Linked DNA regions of Mus musculus: regions 1 and 2 are each linked to region 3. Evidence: chromatin contacts called from public ChIA-PET data. All regions are on one chromosome and are shown on one strand. Each heading gives the region's core, a stretch centred on a gene start, on an enhancer-like site or on the middle of the called end of the contact. The rest is flanking DNA. Distances are from core to core; before and after follow the strand shown. Region 1 overlaps Gm15518 (a long non-coding RNA gene). Region 2 has its middle 91 kb from the start of Gm4802. Region 3 overlaps Bbx (bobby sox HMG box containing).

Region 1 (3,539 bases), core at 781-3,280, 600 kb before region 3:
TATAACTCGGAAGTTACTTCATGGCTGCTACTCTCCTGCCCTGCAAAATATTCTCTGTGCTAACAGCTGGGAAACTCTCCATTGCCTGGGCATCAAAATCAAGTGGACAGCTTAATAAAAATACCTATGTGCCCCACCCCCACCCCTATCCAGAACTAAGCTACTTACAATTGGCAGGGGCAGGGAAGGGATGGCTGGTTTGCATGAGAATGGCCTCATTAGGCTCCTGCTTTTGACTGCTTGGTCCTGTGGGTAGAGATGTTTGAGAAGGAGTAGAAGTGTGATCTTGTTGCATGTGGTTTGTCACTGGTGGTGAGCTTTGAGGTTTTAAAGGCCTATACCGCTCCAGTTGGCTCTCCCGCCGCCATCTCCTGTTGGTTCTAAGCTCCTAGCTACTGTTCCAGTGCCATGCCTGCCTGCTGCTGCCCTGCTTCCTGCCATGATGGTCTACTCACCCTCTGGAACTGTAAGACCCAGTAAACTCTTCTGTAACTTGCCTTGGTTATGGTATCTCTTCACAGAAATAGAAAAGTAACTAAGACAGAGGGAGAAAATCGGTTTTCTTCAAAGACATGACCCTTGAGAAACATAGGTCTACCATGTTCCAGATAGCCACACACCAAAAAGTTTGGGCTTCAGGCTCAATGGATTGAAAAAGAAAATAAATTGATAGGGTAAGGAGGCTGGATCTAAAGAGAGGTAGGAGGAGTGATTTTGATAAAAATACATTGTATGAAATTCTTGAAGATTAATAAAAATTTTAAATGCCTAAGCACTAAGTCCCCTTCTCGAGTTTTACCCCATAGACATGGGTGTTTTGTTTTATTATGTTTTAATTGTGGGAGGGTTATCAGGGATTTAAAAATGCTAATGTTGATATTCAGTTATCTACAGAATCACCCATCTGAAGATCTCCCCCTCGCCCCCCCATGTACAAGTAAGCAAAACATTTCAGTGTGAAGAGATTTGTTTTGTTTGTTTGTTTTTTGGATTTTTTTAAGACAGGGTTTCTCTGTGTAGCCATGGCTGTCCTGGAACTCACTCTGTAGACCAGGCTGGCCTAGAACTCAGAAACTCGCCTACCTCTGCCTCCCAAGTGCTGGGATTAAAGGCGGGCACCACCACACCCGGCGTGAAGAGATTTCTTTAAAGAGAACTTAAACTCATTTTTCTTCTCGAGTAGCTTATGAAATGCTAAGGCCCCATCTAATAAGTACCATAGATTAAATTAATACACAATGTTAAAAGAAACTCAAGAGAAATGAAAAGAACCACCTTTAGAAAACCGTTTGTCACCATCTTCACTGTTGTGAAGAAGTTCTCCCAGCTAGGCCTTCCTAGAAGAATTTCAGGTCCACAGCTCCTCCTACTCACCCGGTGTCCACCACACCCCTTATCAAGACCATGCATCCTGTTTCCACACATGCCCCTGGGTGACCTTCTCTAGCTCCTCTCAAAGGCTTGTGCATGGAAGAACCCTGGCCCACAAGTCCAGCCAACCAGATCCCAGTTCCAGGTGTGTTAGTAAGAATATATTCACAATATTCCTGGCACCAAATATGTGGAGTTGTCCACACCAACAGCCAGTTTCTTCCATCTTGCACATGTCCCCTTGCCCTTCTGACGAGTTGTGACTCAGCATAAAGGCCCTGGTCAGAACAATGAATGCTCTTGGTCTTCTCTGTCAGAGCCATGAGCCAAGGAACCTTCTATTGTTTGTCAGTTATCCAGACTGTCACTCTGTTACCCAAACTGTGAAGTTCACCAGATAGAACATCAGAGAGGGTGGGAAGCCCTGGTTGTCCTCATGGCTAACCCCCACCTGAAAACCTCAGCACCCCTTCATTTAGGGTTTTCTTCTTTTCTTTTCTTTTCTTTTCTTTTCTTTTCCTTTTCTTTTCTCTTCTCTTCTTTTCTTTCTTTCTTTTTTTTTTTTGAGGGATTTCATCATGTAGCCATGAAAACCTCAAAGTTCTAGGAAACTGCAAACTATTTGGAAACTCTGTGCCAACCGTTACAGCCAAAGGTCAGACTTATTTCTTCCTATGTCACAATTTCTCGGCTAAGAATTTCCTGTGTGGCTTTTGAGTCACCGTTCATCCTGGGTTTTCTCCGGTAAGGTGATAGAGTTATATTTTCCCTCCTGTCCAGTCGCTTTTCTTTTACCTTCTGTAAAATCTTCTGCAGGGTATGCTACCCATGAATCCCAATGTGCTAGTAAAAGTACAAAGTTGTTCATACAGCCACCGGTAGTGCTGGGATATTCTAAAACCTCCTAGTGCTAGACGTGCATGGTTGTGAATCTCCTGCCAGTGTGGGCATCAGCTTGTGGTAGGCTTCTAGAGTCAGCTCCTACCACCTCTGAAGTCAGTTGTTTGATATTCGGAAATTTTGAGAGCTAGGTAACTGTTGATAACTTCCCACCAGCCCATTGTGAGTGTTTACACCACAGGAATAGAAAAATCACTACAGATCAGACCGTTAGACAAACAGCCAGTTTACTCACATGCCGCTGACAACAGCAGTTTAATGTTCTGCATCGAGATAAGCAACAGTATTTTAAGGTACGTAGTTAAGGTACATTATTATCATATTGCTAGTTGAATTAGGCCAGATTTGTAAATTATTCTTCAAAAAAATCAGTCTACATAAAGCCACTCTGTGTGTCAAATGTGTATCCCCTGAACCATTTTATTGATACTATCCCATGGCCCTTTCTAAATATCACCTTTTACTGCTTCTCAAATCAATAGGCTAAGGCAGCCCAGGCATCTTGCTACAAGGTAGATTCAAAGATCATGCTTGTACAACTGAAATAATGTAGAATGCACAGCTAGTCCAATTATTTGACTATAAAAAAGCTAATTTAGCTCACTGCATCATTGATCCATTTAATTGTACAGCAGCTTCCTATTGATAACAGGAAATAGCCCGACCCAACTGTGCTGAAAATGGAAATGGCCGGTTTTCCATAACCATAAATTTAAATAAGGATTCTACCTTATGTGTGGAAACTAAAAAGCAAAAATCATAACCAAGGTTTGTTCAATATTTCTTATTTTTACTGATCTGTTTGTCTTGCATACTTTCTGGACTTTGTAAGTCATTAAATGTTAGCCTCTGTTTGAGCTCATGACTTAGTGTTTTATTTCGGATAGCTACTGTGATGAATCTAAGCTATCATATTCATTCTGCCCTTGGGAAGCATTCAGCAATCCCTCAGTATCGCAGAGGATGCTGGTGACCTAGAAAAACTACTTTCTGTGGTATTTCTAAGAAGCCTCTTGGTTCAGGCGGCTCCTGTTCACTACACATATGTAGTGTGGGTCAACGAACATTTGACAGATAACCACTTGTTTTGCTGCAGTGTGAGATATTAAGGGAGCCAAATGCAAATGAGGTGTAATCGCTTCCTTTACCAGCTCACAGTCCAGTGGGAAAGATACACACACACACACACACACACACACACATAAACACACACACACATACACACACACACACACACACATACACACACACACACACAAACACACACA
Region 2 (3,502 bases), core at 38-2,537, 870 kb before region 3:
CACCTTTATCTAACTACTCAGAGATTCAGTAGATCTTCCTACCATAATAAGAGTCCTTTACACAGTAAAATCTGTTAAGTGCATCCTGAACCATTTTATTCTGCATTTGGTGGCATTAGGGCACTACTGTGTTGCTTGTTCCCTAAATGCTTTTCCCTCTATCTGTCTGTAATGTCTATAATTAAACATAAGGGCCCAGCTAGGAGTTGCATCCTTCCTTGTTCTACATTTCTAATACCCTTGGCTGAGTCTTCCTAAAAGTGGAATATTCTAGAAAAATTCAAGCGTAATAAATGTAAGCATCTAAATATAGTCACATCCAACCTGGAAGTTTTCTATTTTAAAAACTACTTTAGAATTCCAGTTCTTGAGCCTAAGAACCTCAGTTCCGTGAGGGGAAAAATATGGCCTGTACAAACAACTAGTCCATCCTGTTCTAACCTTTAGGGTCTAGTTTGAACCCAGAGCTCTCCCAGGAACCCTGAAGAGAGCTGCTTCAGCAATGGAGATTTTTGAGATTTAAAGAACCCCAAAAGTTCAATTCAGGCAGGGCCTTCGTTGGATGCCTTTAACATATTCACTTCAGAGAGCTCTGGAGTGAGATGAGAAGAGTCTCCGTCACGGCAGCTTCAACTCTCAGAAGCGGAAGCAGAATTTGAGAAGAAAAGGAAGAAACAGAAAACCAGAGGTTTGCACCCTCGCGCTGATGAGCAGCGGCTGTGGGTTTCGGAATCTTCTCAGGAACAGAGTACATCCTATGTGGCTGCCTTTAGGACAAGGTTTGGGGTCTTGCCAAAAAAACAAAGCAAACCAAAACCAAACCCAAACAAACAAAAACCAGTCTCACTGAGCTCTAGAACCTAGGGCATTAGTGCGATATCATTCACATGGAGCAAACAATGCTAATAGCTGCAGGTTTTATTTTCTTATGTTCAGCTGTCATATGAGGCCCCAGGAAAACATCAAAATGCACTCACAGGCCACACACACACACACACACACACACACACACACACACACACACTCGCGCACACACGCAGAGGGGGGCGGGGTGAGAGAGAATTCGAGTATCCTTGAATTCAAATCCCTTTCTTAGGTGTCAAAAAACTGAAGATGCTGAAGCATGGAAGAAACACCTGTCAGATGAGAAAGAAAGAAGTGTTTGCAAGTCCCTGCCTGCTACAGGGAAAGGGCAAAGGCAAAACTATGGCTGCTTGATGCATCCCTACTGAAAGGACTGAGTGTTAATGGTGTTAGTGTAACTAAGTGACATAGGCTCCCATTTGCTGGATCTCTTCTTTATTCTGTCATGGCAAGTTGGTGACTTCACACATTATGTTGCTTAGCTTCTAGGGGGAAGGTGGGAGATAAAACAAATCAAAACAAAAACAAAACAAAAAGCCCACCAACTACAGAAGGTGGGGAGGGAGGGGAGGGAGTCAACATTGCCAAAGTGTTTCTCAGCATACAGATCAAAGGTACAATTACAAACTCGGGTGATTAACAACAATTATATTATCTATCTGATTAGTTCCCCTAGGTCAAAGCTATGTGTTAAAAAGGAAATCGTTTGAGCCTGAAGTTTAACTTGGTTTCAATATATTGGCTAGGCAACTAAAGGACAGTCAAAACCAAAACAAAGGAAGCCCATTAATGTGTAGACTGGCTTCTTTCTCAAAGGTTGTTTTCAGCCTCAGTTCCCATGAGGTCAATATTTAATAAGGGTGTCAAGCTAAATTTGGCTGCTTGTGTGTTTGAGTTAGCCTAGCTCTTGCTTTCTGGCATTTCATAGAATTGACTGTGGTGAGAAAATCTGGTCTACTTGAAAGACTGCGAATCAAGCTCTCAAAGAAGGTTCTGATGCACTGCAAAAATACTGTGCCTTGAAGTCTGTCCTACTTCCTTCCACAAAGAACAAAAACTGAAAGTACTTTTGCAAGGGAGAAAAAAAAAAAAAGCTTGATTTCAGGTAACGTCAAACCTCAGCTATAAATAAACTCTGTGAGGAAACTGAATCCGCAGAGAGTCTGTGTCGCATCAGGTACATCCGAATGTCGGAGAACAGCTTCCCAATTATAATCATCAGTGCAAAGGAAGTCAGAGATCCAAACAGCTAAGGTTAAGAGGAGAAAGCTGAAGGGATCATGAGCTGTGATGGGCGGGAAAAGGAAGGGGCGGCTGAGGCTCTGGCATGAGCTCAGTATACGCGCGTTAGCTGATGACTCACAGTGGCTATAATCAGTACATCCAGAAAGGACAGATGAGCATCTCACAAAACAGTGCGCACCACCCCAGACCCTCGCTGCTCTGTACGAGTGCAGATTGCAGCAAATGCCCTTCCCTAATCGTGTGATTCAGTCTGAGTCTAGTGCAAGGAGGAAAGGGCGTAGAATTCCAAGGGAAAATATATGTAGTCACGAAAGTCCAAGCAATCAAGAATAATAAGACAAATTTTAGACCTCAAAGGAAATTATCACCAGAAAGCAGGATGAGGTTCAAGGTCATGCTTCTGTAATCTCCATAGAAACTCAGGCAGTCTGATAATACAGAACCCAGAAAATTGAAGGGACAGAGAAAGCAACAGAGGGCGGAGACTCGACCAGACCTTAATAATGTAGCAAATTGTGATTGAACTCACTAATTCCCGAGTGACCCAGCATGGACCCATTGGTAGGGAAATGACGGAACAGATGTTACACAGCCTCCTCTAGACTTGATAAGACCTCCACACTCAGGAACTCAAAGGTGCCCTAGTTGCCTGCAGGCAATCAAGCCAATCAAAATTCCAGCAGAGATGGGCGTGGAACTCACAGGCCCCACCTCCAAGCTATTCTTATTGATGGCTGCTGGGAGGATAGTTCCTTTTCTTCCAGGGATGTGCTCCTTGGTAGGTTGCCCATGCTGTAGTGGTTGGCATGACATCACGCGCATATAGGGCAGCAGTAATTGGGCTCAGTGTGTTTAAAAATAAAAAAGGACACGAAAAGGAACAGGAAGGAGGACGTGATGGGGCCCTGTGAGTTTGGAGAAGTGGGGAAGAGGATGATAAATCAACATACACTGCATATATGTATTTATTTATATACTTATTTTCTAAAATAAATAAAAACATGATATTAAAAAATCTGAGTAGGTAGCATGTGTGTACAATACTTATTTACAAATGGTTGAGCACTTGCTGTTGGCAGGGTGCTGTGCGCATCATTCTGGTCAGGACCTCTACACGTCGGTGGACGACTCAGCTGTTTAGGGTTTTATTTATACAGATGTTTTCATCGGCATGGCTAAAGGGAAGGAAGAGATTGTTCAGACGTTGATGGATGGACTAAGGGGCGGGACCCTTGTGCCTGCACTTGACCTCCATCTCACCAACAGGAAAAGGGAGTAGCTCAGGACCAAGCAATGTTCATGGTCACCATGCACGAAGGGCACCAGTGCAGAAAGTGGGCTGAGACGGATGGATGGGACGTGTTGGTCACTTTTGTCTTCCCTGTCACCAAAG
Region 3 (3,811 bases), core at 864-3,363:
GTACACAGGGCCTCATGCCTCCCACGACAAGCAATCTTCTCCATTGCTTGTGTGTTGTTTTTATTTGATACTTTCCCCAAGGAAATTACTTCTTTCTACATCTTTTATTTCTGAGAAGTTTAGTATATGAAAGTTACAACTGAAGTCTTTTAGCAGAGCCTTTCTGGTTACAGCGACACGTAGAACTTCATCCACAGTATCCAAACGGTTACTAAAAGAAATTTAGCAAACGTATCTTACAGACACATTCACTTCAGAGAAAACTACTAAGGTCACTACTATTCCTGCTTTACAAAGAAAAAACAACAACAAAGAGTCACAAAGGTGACTGAACATTTAAGCTGTTAAGTCAAAACTGTAAGTTTTCTTACTCCAAATCCGGTCCTTTTAACATGCCGGAAAGTCATCAAAATATGTGTCAACACTGTGCAGGGATCGGGAAAGTGTGCAGATTTCTAACCTGATTCTTCCTTCTCACCAACCACATCTAATTAACTGTGTGAGTAACCGAAGGCTTTTACATTTTTTTAATATAAATTCTTTTAATGGGCTCATACTGTTCTCTTGAATTCTCTAAATGTGGTTTAATCTATTATTATTATCATCATTATCATTTCTGTGACTTTCTTTACCATCCTATGAAAAATAATCAAGGTAGTTTTCAAGAAATGGTCTAAATGTTTTCTTTAGATGGATATCATAGTAAAAGCACAATCTGAAGTCTTTCCTTTAGATAAAGCACCCAAGAGAAAAGTATTGGTGTGGCTCTGTATTTAGTATGTGATTCCTCTTTAGGACTGGATGGGTGGTCCATCAGGGATGTCATTAGCCTTTGGGAAACTGGCTGATTCCCGGGAGTGGGCAATGCCTAGAAGCAGGAGTATTTTGAGCTGTGTTAGGGAAATAAGGTCATGAAAGGTCAGCAGCTAAGTTTCCGGAGATATAGGACCAGGCAGACTGTGACTGCCTTGGAGCCACATGGAACTGTACGGCCACTGAAGAGTGGCATCCCTGCCCCCACACTACAAAACAGTTTACTCACCATGCTCTGCCCTAATCTACATGTTGGGCACAGGCCCATGACATAGCTTTTGATGAAATAAATGATGAGTCAGTAAGCTTCAAGATATGAGACAGAAAGGCCAGTGGCCAACATGACCCCCAAATGGAAGATCCCTATGGAGGCAGGCAGGCCTCTGAGCAGTGCTAAAACTTCAGAGTAGTATAATGGATGCAGAGCATGGTGGGTAAAAACTCAAAGCAGAAGTAAGATGGGCACACGTATGTAAATGGACATTAAAATTTCTCATTCACCCATGCTATAAGGCATCTCAATATTATAGTAATTATTTAATTTTTTAAATCTTCATATTTAAGTAGGTATAACCTATTGTCAAAGAGCCCATGGAATGGTTCCTTGTGAAAATGATTTCAGAAATGTTAACAAAGGCTAACTTTAAGGAAATAATTGAAATTTGAAACTGTAAAACTCTGCATTATACATATGAAGGCTTATATCCTGAGGGGCTGGGGGGAGATAATAGGATTAAACTAGGATAAATGGATCCCAAAAATGATATTTAAAAAAATTAATAAAATAAAGGTATAAAGGAACTAACCAAAATTCATAGCGTATGATCCAAAATTGCTAGCCAACTGTGAAAATCACTTTCACACAAAAAATTCCTTTTCCTAAATTCTGGTTTGTTTTTTTTTTTTTTTTTTCTAAATACACCTGTGTCCTTTAATATATAATTAGAAAAGGCAAAATCCTCAAAACAGGTTCAGAAATTCTGACATATTTCTGTAACTGAACAAAAGTAAGGACAATTGTTCTCTCTAATACATTTTTCAGAGCTGCAAATGAAGAGTAAACCTCACTTCTGAGTTTCTCTCTCTCTCTCTCTCTCTCTCTCTCTCTCTCTCTCTCTCTCTCTCTCTCTCTCTCTCTCTCTCTCTCTCTCTCTCTCTCTGAATTGGGGTGTTGACCTTGTGCTATTTCCTTAGCCTCCACTTCTAAAACCTTGAAAATGCTCTGCTAGGTGGCACTACTCAAAAACCACATCAGGCCCTAGGTTCCTCTGTGCTTTGCAGAGCCACAGGAAACCACTGAACATTTAAACCAGCAAGCGCTCTTGCACTGGAGGCAGCTGGAAATCTGAGTCATGTGCTGTCGTTTCAGTTGCACTTTTCTCTTTTAAGATTTGTTTATTTTATTGATGTGCATGTGTTTATGTATACATATGCACCACATGAATCCTTGGTGCCCACAATGCTCAAAAGAGAAATTTGGATGCCCTGGAACAGAGGTCAGGTGGTTGTGAGCCACCTCGAGAGTGCTGGGAACTGAACCCAGGTTCTCTGTAAGAGAAACAGAAGTTAGCTCCTACCCTGCCACTCTGTTGCGTTTTTACTTTCAAATAATTGCCTGAAAGAAAGAGAACCTGATCGATAAAGCAATCTGGAAACAAAACAAAAACCAGTGGATCCAGAAGCAGAAATCACCCCCAAAAAATTCAGAATTAGGATTTAACTCTACTGACTTCAATTGTTCTCTAATTACAAACAACTGTTTTCTCAGTTGTTTTATAAGACTCTAGTGGGTAGCGCAGGTGAAATGTATCATCCCTTTTATCTTACTTGGGATTTTTAAGTATCAGTAATCGTACACAATTTGCATGGCTTCTTACTTAACTTGGGATTTTATTCATTGGTAGATGTGCAATTTCTGTTACAATAGCTATGGCCCACAGTCGCATCACTACTGACATTTTTGACTCTTGCCATTTTACCTGCTAACCCCAAATCCTAGCGCATAGACATAAGACTATCTCTATCATGGTATGTTCAGTTTTTACCTTATCCTTTTATAATTTTATGCTAGTGTTAGAAAGATAACTATGATTTTCTTATTAAAAATATTCATTAAAATAATCATGACCGAACAAAAGACATATATTTTTTTAAAGAGAATTGGGGAATGGGCACAGAGAAGCTAAGGTTTATTTAATAAAGTTACTCCTATTATATGAGGCAAACGGGGATTTTGAACCTCAAATACCTAATTCCATACTGCTTCTCTGAATAACCTCACACATTACCTCCCCCTTTCCAGGGGGAAAGGACTTTCACCCAGGCTTTCTCACTGAGCCTGCATTAACTTCCACCCTGACTCTTCAGAACCCTTCCCTCCCCTTGTGATCAGCCCAAATGTTCAGTGTGTTCTCACTTCCCTCTACCTCCCCGGCCTCAAACGTTAGAGCTCTGGCTCACAGTCCCCACCCCCAGCCCCCCAGGCTCGTAAGAACAATCAACCATCATTCATTCATTCTAATCCTGCCACGGTTCCCTATTTAGGAACAATTACAGTTCTAGTCACTAGAAAAGAGGACAAAGCAGACAGTGCTTCTGACTTCATGGGAAGAAAAAGATAAACAAGTGAAAAAAATGCAAAGATAATTCCTGTCAGTGGCGTGCATTGTGAAAGCAAGGTAATTTCTGTTCTGTTGGCTGGCTTTCTGCAAATTTATTTTGTAAAACTGTGAATCACAGAAAGTAGGAATTCCAAGTCTCTACTCTGCATAAAATAGATACATTTTAGTTATTAGTTAACTAGGGAAAGTATAATGATGGAGGAAGGGAGAGAGGGAGAGAGACAGAGGGAGGGAGGTAGGGAGGGAGACAGGTAGAGGAGGGGAGGGGAAGCAAGCCCTAAACTGTGAATAAAGCTTTCCTCTGTAAATGTTGCTTTCCCCAGTGAGATTGTTATCAACCAGAGCCTTGGGCCTCTGTGTGGCTCCAGACTAGGAAA

What was found. ChIA-PET counts read pairs in DNA pulled down with a chosen protein or histone mark.
Region 1: a contact with region 3 is called in an RNA polymerase II ChIA-PET map of memory CD8 T cells, with 50 read pairs. The contact joins two enhancer-like sites. A contact is called at or near these places in 3 of 115 datasets of contacts at active chromatin or transcription factors (acute myeloid leukemia, bone marrow-derived macrophages and memory CD8 T cells).
Region 2: a contact with region 3 is called in an RNA polymerase II ChIA-PET map of memory CD8 T cells, with 6 read pairs. The contact joins two enhancer-like sites. A contact is called at or near these places in 1 of 484 Hi-C or Micro-C datasets (CD4 T cells) and 3 of 115 datasets of contacts at active chromatin or transcription factors (T-cell acute lymphoblastic leukemia, bone marrow-derived macrophages and memory CD8 T cells).

Annotation. Positions count from the first base shown.
Region 1 is chr16:49,768,496-49,772,034 of GRCm38.p6, forward strand. Gm15518 (a long non-coding RNA gene) reads right to left here. Exons shown (of 5, transcript XR_003951928.1): 3 at 1,276-3,539; 4 at 1-246. Among named protein-coding and RNA genes, the nearest start is that of Gm15518, 5.6 kb to the right of the region's middle. Within about 2 kb of position 2,031, at least 80 of the 459 cell types and tissues checked have an H3K27ac peak or open chromatin away from gene starts, as enhancers often do. A contact at or near this core is called in memory CD8 T cells, where this site is marked.
Region 2 is chr16:49,502,069-49,505,570 of GRCm38.p6, forward strand. No RefSeq gene overlaps it. Among named protein-coding and RNA genes, the nearest start is that of Gm4802, 91 kb to the left of the region's middle. Within about 2 kb of position 1,288, at least 86 of the 459 cell types and tissues checked have an H3K27ac peak or open chromatin away from gene starts, as enhancers often do. A contact at or near this core is called in memory CD8 T cells, where this site is marked.
Region 3 is chr16:50,370,653-50,374,463 of GRCm38.p6, forward strand. All of the region lies in intron 2 of Bbx (bobby sox HMG box containing), which reads right to left. Among named protein-coding and RNA genes, the nearest start is that of Bbx, 60 kb to the right of the region's middle. Within about 2 kb of position 2,114, at least 34 of the 459 cell types and tissues checked have an H3K27ac peak or open chromatin away from gene starts, as enhancers often do. A contact at or near this core is called in memory CD8 T cells, where this site is marked.